3 separate regions of the Sus scrofa genome follow, and regions 2 and 3 are each linked to region 1. Evidence: chromatin contacts called from public promoter capture Hi-C data. All regions are on one chromosome and are shown on one strand. Each heading gives the region's core, a stretch centred on a gene start, on an enhancer-like site or on the middle of the called end of the contact. The rest is flanking DNA. Distances are from core to core; before and after follow the strand shown. Region 1 has its middle 13 kb from the start of C9. Region 2 overlaps FYB (FYN-binding protein). Region 3 holds the start of DAB2 (disabled homolog 2).

Region 1 (3,429 bases), core at 412-2,911:
TCTACCCTATTCTCTCTTCGGCCCTGTCTAACCTCATCGAAACACAACTGTGTGAGCTGGTCCATGCTGGCGTAGACGACTCAGGAGAGCTTCTGAATGAGGTGGGTAGAGCAACGATGAAATGTCCTTAGCGCTAGGACACTCTTAAACACTCTCCCCTGTTTAAAAGTTCAAGGCTCTCATTCATTTCAAGAAGACCTAGAGCCACAGGGAAGATGACCCTAAGGCCGACCTTGCTTGAGCATAGAAGTCTTGGTATTAACTTTGACTTCTCTAAGGAATAAGATGAACTTGGCGGGGTAGGTGTCATTGATAGACATTTACTGTTATGGGGTGTTTGGCAATATTGCCTTACCTTTCCCCTTAACTGAAACATTTGGTGTCTTTCTGGCAACAATGAATAGAATACAGAGAAACAGTCTCCACACATAAGCAGCTTCCACTAAGCCACAGATGAGCTGGAGAAGGCTGCTGCTAAGAGCATGTTGCACAAGTTATCTGGCTTATCTGGATGCTCTGCAGTATATCTAAGCCACTGAACCTCAGTGATATTTCCATGTGGCTTAAGCAAGATCTTACCAGAGATTAACCCTTGCTCATGTGTGCAAGGGGATAACACTAACTTAAGTGCAGTAGGAACTTCTGTTGACCCAGCAGAAGGAGGTGCTTACTGAAGTGTCCCTGCAAAGTGAAAACAGACCTCCTTTTCAGAGTCTTTAGTAGCAGTGATGTTCAGCGGGCTGCAAGTTCAGCTCTTGGGGTAACCCTGTTATCCCTGAAGAAGGTTTCATTTAGGCGTCTCATAGATCTAAGCTAAACACTGAACTTTAAGCCAGCGTGCCTCCCAATTCCTCACATATAAGCAAGACAAAGGGAGAAAGTATTACTTTCCTCAAGATAAGTTTGCATTTGTGAAGGGCTTTACCATTTTTCCCAACATAACTTCATTCTGCTGCTACTGTAATTCTGCCAGGTGGGATCTGTTACCATTCCAGCTCATCTGAGAATGTCATCCAGTGCTTTAAAATGGCTACAATCTGCTTCAACTCTCAGTGAATGGTTTCCGTGGTATTTTATTGCAAAACTGTACATCTGAAATACTTTTTTTTTTTTTGCCTTTTTGCCTTTTCTGGGGCTGCTCCTGCAGCATATGGACGTTCCCAGGCTAGGGGTCTAATCAGAGCTGTAGCCGCCGGCCTACACCAGAGCCCAGGATCTGCGCCATGTCTGCGACCTACACCACAGCTCACGGCAATGCCACAATCTTAACCCACTGAGCAAGGCCAGGGATCGAACCTGCAACCTCATGGTTCCTAGTCAGATTCGTTAACCCCTGAGCCATGACGGGAACTCCTGAACTACCTTTTCTATAGAAGTTGGTAAAGCTAAAAGCTTGATTTCCCCAGCCTCCCTTGTACCTAACTGTGGTCATGTGACCACCTTCTGGCTAATGAGACAAAGCTGAGGTCTCATTCAGCTGTGTAGGGAGAGCTTCTCAGTCAATGATTTCAGACTTCCCCATCAAATGATAACCGCGGTATCTCCAGACGCAGACAGAGTGGTGAGATCCTGTGTCTTTCCTGTGAGGAACACAAGGAGGGGAAAAAAACAGAGGATGTGGCTCACTCAGGAGTTTGGCTGACCCTGCAGTAAGCTGAGGAGTGAGGACTCTGACCTATATTCCTGGAACAGGTTCACTACAAAGTCTCCTGGTGAAAGACAGGTGCTCTCCAACAGTCACTGGTGAATATTTAATCTATTTTAACCGTTGGAGGAGATTGCTCAATCATTAAAAACCTAATTCTTGCTGGGAAATGTTATGCTTTAACGAACTCCCTTCTGTTAAAAACAAGTAAGTCTCATGGTCGAAGGTGATACGCCACACATGGACACACACAGGCTGTGTGGCAGCAGCCCTGTTAACATGTCCTAATTACAGCAGTGCTGACAGACAAGGCTCAGCCATGGGTCATCTCACTTAATGAGGGACTGAGCCCCTTCATTGTCCCTTGCTTCTCTAAAACTATGTGCTTAAATAGTTTTGTGCTATGTGCTGAAATCCTATGAGGGCCAATCTCCAGGGATGTGTGGACTGCTCGGTGGCAAAGAAACTGGGCTTCTGGGGGGACACAGATGAAGTGGCTATACAAGGAGGGGGAAAAAAATCCTCTGAAAGTTTTCATGACTAAATTTTCTTTATGTTAGTATGGAGTTTTCTGTCAATTTTTTTTTTCATTTGCTTGACTTCAATCACTATTATTTTACCCAAATTGTAGGAAAGGAAAATGACTGCTGTTCCAAAAGTTAGAGGGTGACCCTACTGGGCTGAGGCTGTGTTTTGGATGTTTCTGGAGTGTGTCCGAGGCTGCCTCCACCAGGTACCTACTTACAATGATTGATCATCACAGAACCTTTTGTTTGGGGGGGAGCTAAGAGGAGTGTTGGGAGACAGGAACCAACAGAGAGGGGTGAGGAAGAGAATAGAAGGACTGGTAAGACATTTGCCTTCTCACCTCTGTCACTGGCCTGTGAAACTGGTGTAGAGTCCTGATGGTGGAAACAGCAGGGCTAAAAGCAGGAGGAATTCTCTTCTTTTGACAAAAGACCTTGGACACAGGCAGACCATTCATAGGCCACATGACCATTGGTAGTGAATGGACAACAGGAATGGGGAGGCTCGTGGTGGCTAAATTTAGTAGGGGGTTATGTTTTTTCCCATGAAAGCCTAGATTGCTGACTACTGGTGTTGGCTCAGCAACTCAGCAAGACCCTCAAGGACACAGACTCCTGGCTTTCACTCCAACTTTTGTAGCTTTTGGCTGTCTCTTAATTTGATTTGCTTATGGTCACAAGATGGCTGCATAGTTCCAAATGCAATGTTACCATTCAAGGAAGGGCCGAAAGGGAAAGGCATGACGTTCAAGGTCTGCTCCTGGTACCAGGCATTTCAGTTTCCCCCAAGGCTTTCCAGCAGATTTCAGCTGTGGCTTAATGGCCAGAATGTGGTCACATGGCCACTGTAAGTTGCAAGGGAGGCAGGGAAGTCATGCTTTTGGCTTTACCAACTTCTAGAGTAATGGTAATTAGAAGAGGCAGGGCTGGTCATTTGTAGGTTCCAGGGCAAAATAAAAATGGAGGAATCCATTGTTCAAAAAACAGGGAAAAAGTGCTCTTGAGGGCAATAATATATAAAACTATTTCCTTTCTTCTCAAATCTCTCTCCTAATATATTTTATTTGCCATTTAATGTTGTTCCAAGTAAGGAAAAATTAGGAGTTCCTGTTGTGGCTCAGAGGGTGAAGAATCCGACATGTTGTCCATGAGGATGCAGGTTCAATCCCCAGCCTCGCTGAATGGGTTAAAGATCTGGTATTGCCATGAGCTATGGCGTAGCTCGAAGATGTGGCTCAGATCCTGTGTCACATGGTG
Region 2 (3,429 bases), core at 594-3,093, 210 kb after region 1:
CAGTGGACGCAGTGAAAGGTGTCCTGGTCATGGATATATTTTGAAGGTAGAGACAGCAGAATTTGTATTTAGGGTATGAAAGGTAGAGAGGCTCCAAGGCGGCTCCAAGGCTTTGAGCCTGAGTAACTCCAAAGATGATGTTTCCATCTCTAAAGCAGGCTTTGCTGAACATGAGCAGGTTTGGTCATGAGAAAGATCAGGAGGGCCTGGCCTGGTTAAGCCTGTGGTGTCTCTTAAACACCCAAGTGGAGATGTTGAGGAGGCATTTGGGCATAAGAGGTGAAGAGTTTGGGGGAGAGTTCTGGGTTATAAATACATATTCGAGGAGTTCCCGTTGTGGTGCAAGAGAAATAAATCCAACTTGTATCCATGAGGATGCAGATTCGATCCCTGGTCTCGCTCAGTGGGTTAAGGATCCAGCTTTGCTGTGGCTGCAGTGTAGGTCACAGACACGGCTTGGGTCCCGAGTTGCTATGACTGTGGTATAGGCTGGCAGCTGTAACTCTGACTCAATTCCTAACCTGGGGGCTTCCATATGCCACAGGTGTGGACCTAAAAAGCAAAAATAAAAAATACATATTTGAGAGTATGGTCATATATCCCACACTTAAAGTCATGAAACTGAAGATCACCAAGGAAGTGAGTATAAGCAGAGGAAGAACTGAACCCCAGGACGCTCAAAATCCACCAGGCCTGGGAGAAGGAAATTCTGCAAAGGAGGATAAAAAGGAGCAACCAAGGACGTAGGAAAGATCTGAGTGTGGTGTCCTTGGAGCCAAGTAAAGCTAGAACTCCTAAGGGGGAGGCAGTGATCGGTTGTCAGCTAAGTAAGGATTCGGCGTTGCCGTGAGCTGTGGTGTAGGTCACAGATGTAGCTCGGATCCCACATTGCCCTCTGTGGTGTAGGCTGGCAGCCACAGCCCCAATTCCACCTCTAGCCTGGGAACTTCCATATGCTGCAGACACGGCCCTAAAAAAAATTAAAGGAAAAGAGATAGGAGTTCCCAATGCAAGGGGATTGGCGATGTCTCTGCAGTGCGGGGATGCAGGTTCAGTCCCCTGCCCAGCACAGCAGTTCCCGCAGTTGCATAGGTCACAAAACAATGGATACTCCATGTGCCACAGCCCAGCCAAAAAAAAAAAAAAAAAAAAAAAAAGATGGTAGAAATAACAGTATGTTTCTACACTTGTGGAAATCGTAATGGTGGAGAGAGAATTCCTGGGACCAAGGACTACAACTACTAAGAACTGAAGCTCAGGGACTGGCTTCCCAAAGGCATAAGTGATAAGGTTCACAGTTCTCCCCAGGCTGTGGAGTCTGGATTACTTCAGGCAAGAAAACGAATCTCTAATTGGGATCAAAGCAAGAATTTCAGGAGATAGCTTGACCTTTTATCATCTGCTTACTTCCCAGAAGTCACTTGTAATTTTCTCCTTTGGGTCAGAACGCCCCGAGAGTGTAAAGGATTGGAGGCAGGTGAGAATTAAAAATAATAAACATCTTCAAAAGGAAAGTAGTTGAGGCCAGTTAGAGTGTGTTTTAAATTGTATTGTTTCTCCACCTAGTGGTCAGATATCGGCTAGCTCTACTTTCTGCTCTTTTACACAGCTGAAGAGGAACTGAAATGGGTCAAAAGAGCTTGTTTATCATTTTCACTGTTCAAATCCACATCTTTAGGGTAACATATCTCTGGGTACCATTTTCAGAAATTAATTAAAAATTTAACAGTATAATTCTTCATGTGAAAACAGAACCAGAGGATGAATACTTTGGTATACGAAGCAAATTATATGGTTATTAATAGTAATGAGACAGGAAAAGTGAAGTAATAAGAAGTAATAAATAATGGAAATGACTAAGGTTGGAAAAGGAAACGCTGAACAGTTCTTACCCTGAGGTCATTCTTAGTCAGTGTAAGATTTTTTTTTTTTTTCCTGGCTCTAAATTTGGAGGAAAAGTAAGAATTTACCACCATAACCTTTTTATCAATTAGGAATGCTTAACATTTTCTGGAATTGAAGCCTTGCCATATCAGTCATCCATGACCAGGCAGTCTTACCTAAGTCCACTGGGAGAGCATTGGCTTAAACAATTCATAGTTTTGTAATTCCTCATGCGTTAAATACCAGAAGACATGTTCCAGAGAAAAGTTCACAGGATTTCGTTCTCAGTGAGGGCAGGTATGGCACAAAGTTTTCTGTGTCACTTGATTTCCTCCTGATTCTTAAAAAAAACTGACAATGAGAGGCTGAAGCCATGAATAAAGGTCATGAATAGCCAATAAAGTTTAAAGGTCAACAACTTCACATCTTCAAATGTCAGGAAATAGAGCTCTAATAGCTTTCGAAACATGACAGTCAGAACATTACATTGATTTTGCCTCTCCAATTTAATTCTGCATGCATAAAAACAAAGAACTGTGGTGAAAGGCCTTCTCGAATAGATGTCCTATTGTAACAGCTGAGGAAGAAAAGCTTCCTTTTCTTCTTAGACTGCTCCCTCTGCTTTGTTTTCTAGGACTTGGGATGTGACTAATTTTGTTATTGGTCTCTTTAACTCTGTGGAGCTTTTCTCAATGCCTGGAACACTTTCTTTGAGCAATTGGTGACAGTTTGATCTCGGTCTGTCCATGACACTCACCTGTCTCTCCCCTTCATCTTTTATCCTTCACTGCTATTCCTATTCTTAACCCTATTTCCTATTTAGTGACGATTTTCACTTCTACATATTAAACCTATGAATTCACAGGTGAATTCAGACCTATATAAAATTAAATAAAATTTGTATGCTATAATGTTGGGTCCATGAATATGCATGTGCATGCAAACATTATCCCCAAGTATAAATGATTTGCATTCAAGTGCAGGCACATAGGTTTAAATGTGCTGTGCAGACACCCTTCATTTTGCAAATATTTGTTATTCATCCAAGTGTTTCAGGAAGTAAACTGCAACCCCAGTAGTACATATATATATATTTTTTGCTTTTTAGGGCCACACCCACAGCATATGGAAGTTCTCAAGCTAGGAGTCGAATCAGAGTTGCAGCTGCCAGCCTACACCACAGCCACAGCAGTGCGGCATCCGAGCCACGTCTGCCACCTACACCACAGCTCATGGCAACACCAGATCCTTAACCCACTGAGCAAGGCCAGAGATGAAACCCGAATTCTTTTTTTTTTTTTTTTTTTTTTTTTTTGGCCTTTTGTCTTTTTAAGGCAGCGCCCATGGCATTTGGAGGTTCCTAGGCTAGGGGTCAAATCGGAACTGTTGCTGCCAGCCTACGCCAGAGCCACAGCAACGCAGGATATGAGCCGCGTCTGCAACTTACACCACAGCTCACGGGATGCCGGATCCTTGACCTGCTGATCGAGGCCAGGGATTGAACCCACAACCTCATGGTTCCTAGTCAGATTTGTTTCCGCTGTG
Region 3 (3,429 bases), core at 361-2,860, 190 kb before region 1:
TAAAGCCTATGGCCAAGCCTGACATCCATGGGCAAAGGATACCCCTTCAATCCAGGAGGCACTAAAAGTCACATTGCCTTGGATAAAGATATATAATCCTCTCTCAGGAAAGAGGCCTAAGTAGTTTCTAACAATAAATAAACCTACTATAGGTGAGAAATTATTCCGCTGACCAACTGTAATATCTTTTAGTAGGCCAGTGACATCATCAGGGTTGCCTTTGGGTATGAGATGAATCTGGAATGGGGGGGGGGTGGAGAAAAGAATAAAACTGCATAGGTCCAGGCAGGAGACAATGACAGGCAGGCTAAAGTCGTGACAACTGGCCCTCTCTTTTGGGACCCAACTCTCCAGTCTTTATTCTGAGACCTACACAAGCAAGTGGAGGGGAAAATCACCTATTAGGGTGAGGAACAATGAAATCACTTTATGTAAGTATCTGGATATTGAGGAAAACAGGACCAGTTCTCAGGTTAGGCTCAGAAAACTATGAGAGAGAAGGTGATTTTATATTCCGACTCTACTCTCTTCCTTGAACCTATCTCCTCATGGACCTCACGATTTCCATCCTTGTTGGCCAAATGCTAGCTCACAGTGCTCTCATTTTGTCCCAGAGAGGCCCAGGTCTCCCCACCTATTGTCTCCCCAAAACCCTCCCTTCAACACCCACTGCCTCTGGCTTGAGCCTTCTGCCTCAACCTACCTTCTTCAAAGAAGCACTTCCCAATCACCAATGTCATCCCCATCATCAGGGCGTGGTTAGTTAACTGGCTAACTGTTCCCGCTAAAAACACTGTTCACTATAATGTTACTTTACTATCTTGAAATATTTAGATTTTGAATGAATGTCTCAGGGAGTTCCCTGGTGGCCTTTCAGGTTAAGGATCTGGCATTATCACTGCTATAACTTAAGACACTGCTATGGTGTGGTTTTGATCCCTGGCCCAGGAACTTCTGCATGCCATAGGACGTGGCCAAAATAATAATAACAATGATAAATGAATGTCTCAGATGGAGAATACCTTCGTATCCAAAAAGCAGTCTCTTACATAAGCCAGTTGAGGGAGATGTTCTTAAGCAAGGAAAACAATTAGGAGTAGGTCTTAAACCCAAGCCATGCAGGCAAGTTCTCAGTGTGTTAGCCCCCATCTCAGCCACTTCCTAACAGAGTATGTGAAGTGTGTCCTATGCTGTTTCCTGGTCTGCACAGATGATACCAAACACCATTCTCTTATCCTAGAAATACATTTTAATGAGAGTAGCACATTCAGAGCCAGAGACCAGTGCCTGAACATTCCAGAACCTATAATGATCATGCTGCGTGCTACAAAACTTCTGATGGTGTCAGTTCCCTTGCTGTAATACTCTCATACCCACTGACAAACTTTCTAAGTCATTGTTTTTGATGGGAATAGAAAGGCAGAGAAAAAGGTGACTCTGGACCAGCACTGGGTTGGTAGATAACAGTATATCTGGCCTCAGCTTGAGATGCAAGATGTCTTTCACCCACCAGAGCATCAGCGCCCTGGATTGAGGCAATTTTTTTTTTTTTTAACTCAGTGATTCTAACATCTGCCTCTTGGGTGAATAAATAACCCAGCACCTTCCTTCCAGTGGCATCAGGTCACACAGTAATCTTCATCACACCATCTTCCACAGGCACAGAGAGGCAGAGGCCTCCTACGGCCACAGCACCCAGATTTTCTGCTCTAAATAAGCCGTGCATCCAGTTGGACCTGAAAATATATTGCCTGCAGCCAGTTGCTCCTGAGCCACTGCTGAAGTCGTGCAACAATTATCAATCCAGCAAGGCTAAAAGACAAGTCACCTGGAGGCCTGGTTACTCTGTGGCTTGGCAGCTCTACCACCACATCGGTGCCACTCTGCCTTGGACTCTGTGGGACTTTTGGCATCAGATTCCCTTCCACGGAAGGAAGAGACAGTCACTGCTTCTACCACAGGTGAGTTAAAAGGCATCTGTTTTTGAATAAATTTCGCCCAGTTTGCATGGAGGGAGGCAAGATCGAGAAAGCTGAGCTGAGCTGAGAGAGGCTGGGATGCTTGGGCTGACTTGGCAGATGACAGGTTTTGTTACAGATTTCTAAAATAATGTTGCTTTAAGAACAGAAAGAAAGCCCAGCCAAGAAACATCAACAGTAAGTTTTCCTTCTTTTTCCCCCCGAAGATATGCTGAAGCCAGGTTTAATTTTATGTCAGGAAAGAATTCCCTCCTGAGACTTTCCTGGCTACGGTTCAGTTGAGGATAATGTTTTCCAGCCATGCTTCCAGAGCCCCTCAAAGACTGAAGGGAAAACGGCAAATAGGCACGAAGCCTCACTTTGAAGCAGCAGGGGGAGCTGTTATGATAAAGAAACTGGGTGGTTTCTTCTTGGTCGGAGGTTATTTCAGAAATTCAGGCAACGTTCTCTACATTTTATTTTCAGCACCGGGGAGTACCTAAAGAATAAAATATTTACAGATGCTAGCAGATTTTATACCTCTGACTTTAATGCAAAGACTTCATGTTATATTTTACATCAAAAGGGAAGAAGTTGCTAGCATCTGCAATGCGTGACTATGCCGTGATTACTTCCATCAGCATGTAATAAAGCATAGCTCATTCGATATATTGCAATTCCAAAGTCCCTGATGGAAGTGGATGTTTAATGTTGGACTTCCAGGGCATAAAAAAGAGCCATTGTTACAACCTCACAAAAATTTACCTACCCTCACCACATAAGGCATCTCAGTTCTGCCCAGTAATTATTTCTGTCCAGTAATTTTGGTTTTCAAATTGCTTGAGCCCATTTAAAAACTGAGAGAGAGAAAGGTAGGGAGGCCAGACTCACTACTTATCTTTAGAAACAGCCTTTCTTCCATTTCTTATTGGGTTGTTTTGAAGTCCTACTTACAAACGCACAATGTGACTTCGCACAGAGTTAAGAATTAGATGACTATGTTATTTGTTGCTATATGTATTATACTATGCTACTTGCTACTATATGTTACTATGAAAATGTTAATGCATTTTAGCTAATTCTCATGGCCACCTACCTCTGATGACTTGGTTCCTTCTAGCATCAACAGAATCCTTATGCATAAAACCTTCTGAGGCTAAAATTTGACAATTATCAGTGTTTCTTGTACACATTTCTGTGATTGTTGCTTATACATTATTGTCGAGGATGCCCCAGGAGTAGAAAAAAATAGCTTCCAAGGAGAATTGGCTAAAGGGAATGCTAAAGTTCAGGGAAGCCGAGTCCCAGAGAAGAAGGAGATAAGGGGGGAATTGGCTGAAACATAGAGGATTCAAGAGAAGAAGCAAATTTCACTGAGGAAGTTGAAAAATCAGAGACCTCTCCAAATAGGTGTATGGCTAATGCAATACCTTAAAGACTAATATTATATCGTCCAAGGAATTCCATTACA

Evidence for each region. Promoter capture Hi-C pulls out the DNA fragments that hold promoters and counts their contacts.
Region 2: a contact with region 1 is called in a promoter capture Hi-C map of liver, with 3 times the contacts expected there. The contact joins two enhancer-like sites. A contact is called at or near these places in 1 of 5 promoter capture datasets (liver), 1 of 47 Hi-C or Micro-C datasets (embryonic fibroblasts) and 1 of 2 datasets of contacts at active chromatin or transcription factors (alveolar macrophages).
Region 3: a contact with region 1 is called in a promoter capture Hi-C map of liver, with 2.3 times the contacts expected there. The contact joins the promoter of DAB2 here to the enhancer-like site in region 1. A contact is called at or near these places in 3 of 5 promoter capture datasets (fetal liver, fetal skeletal muscle and liver), 17 of 47 Hi-C or Micro-C datasets (adipocytes, alveolar macrophages, blood and 11 more) and 1 of 2 datasets of contacts at active chromatin or transcription factors (alveolar macrophages).

The regions. Positions count from the first base shown.
Region 1 is chr16:24,586,878-24,590,306 of Sscrofa11.1, reverse strand. No RefSeq gene overlaps it. Among named protein-coding and RNA genes, the nearest start is that of C9, 13 kb to the right of the region's middle. Within about 2 kb of position 1,661, at least 7 of the 83 cell types and tissues checked have an H3K27ac peak or open chromatin away from gene starts, as enhancers often do. A contact at or near this core is called in fetal liver and liver, where this site is marked.
Region 2 is chr16:24,379,080-24,382,508 of Sscrofa11.1, reverse strand. The region is part of intron 3 of FYB (FYN-binding protein); the gene reads left to right. Among named protein-coding and RNA genes, the nearest start is that of FYB, 130 kb to the left of the region's middle. Within about 2 kb of position 1,843, at least 9 of the 83 cell types and tissues checked have an H3K27ac peak or open chromatin away from gene starts, as enhancers often do. A contact at or near this core is called in liver, where this site is marked.
Region 3 is chr16:24,775,118-24,778,546 of Sscrofa11.1, reverse strand. It overlaps DAB2 (disabled homolog 2), which reads left to right and starts at 1,610. Exons shown (of 16, transcript XM_021076650.1): 1 at 1,610-1,961. All of the region lies in intron 2 of LOC102163534 (a long non-coding RNA gene), which reads right to left.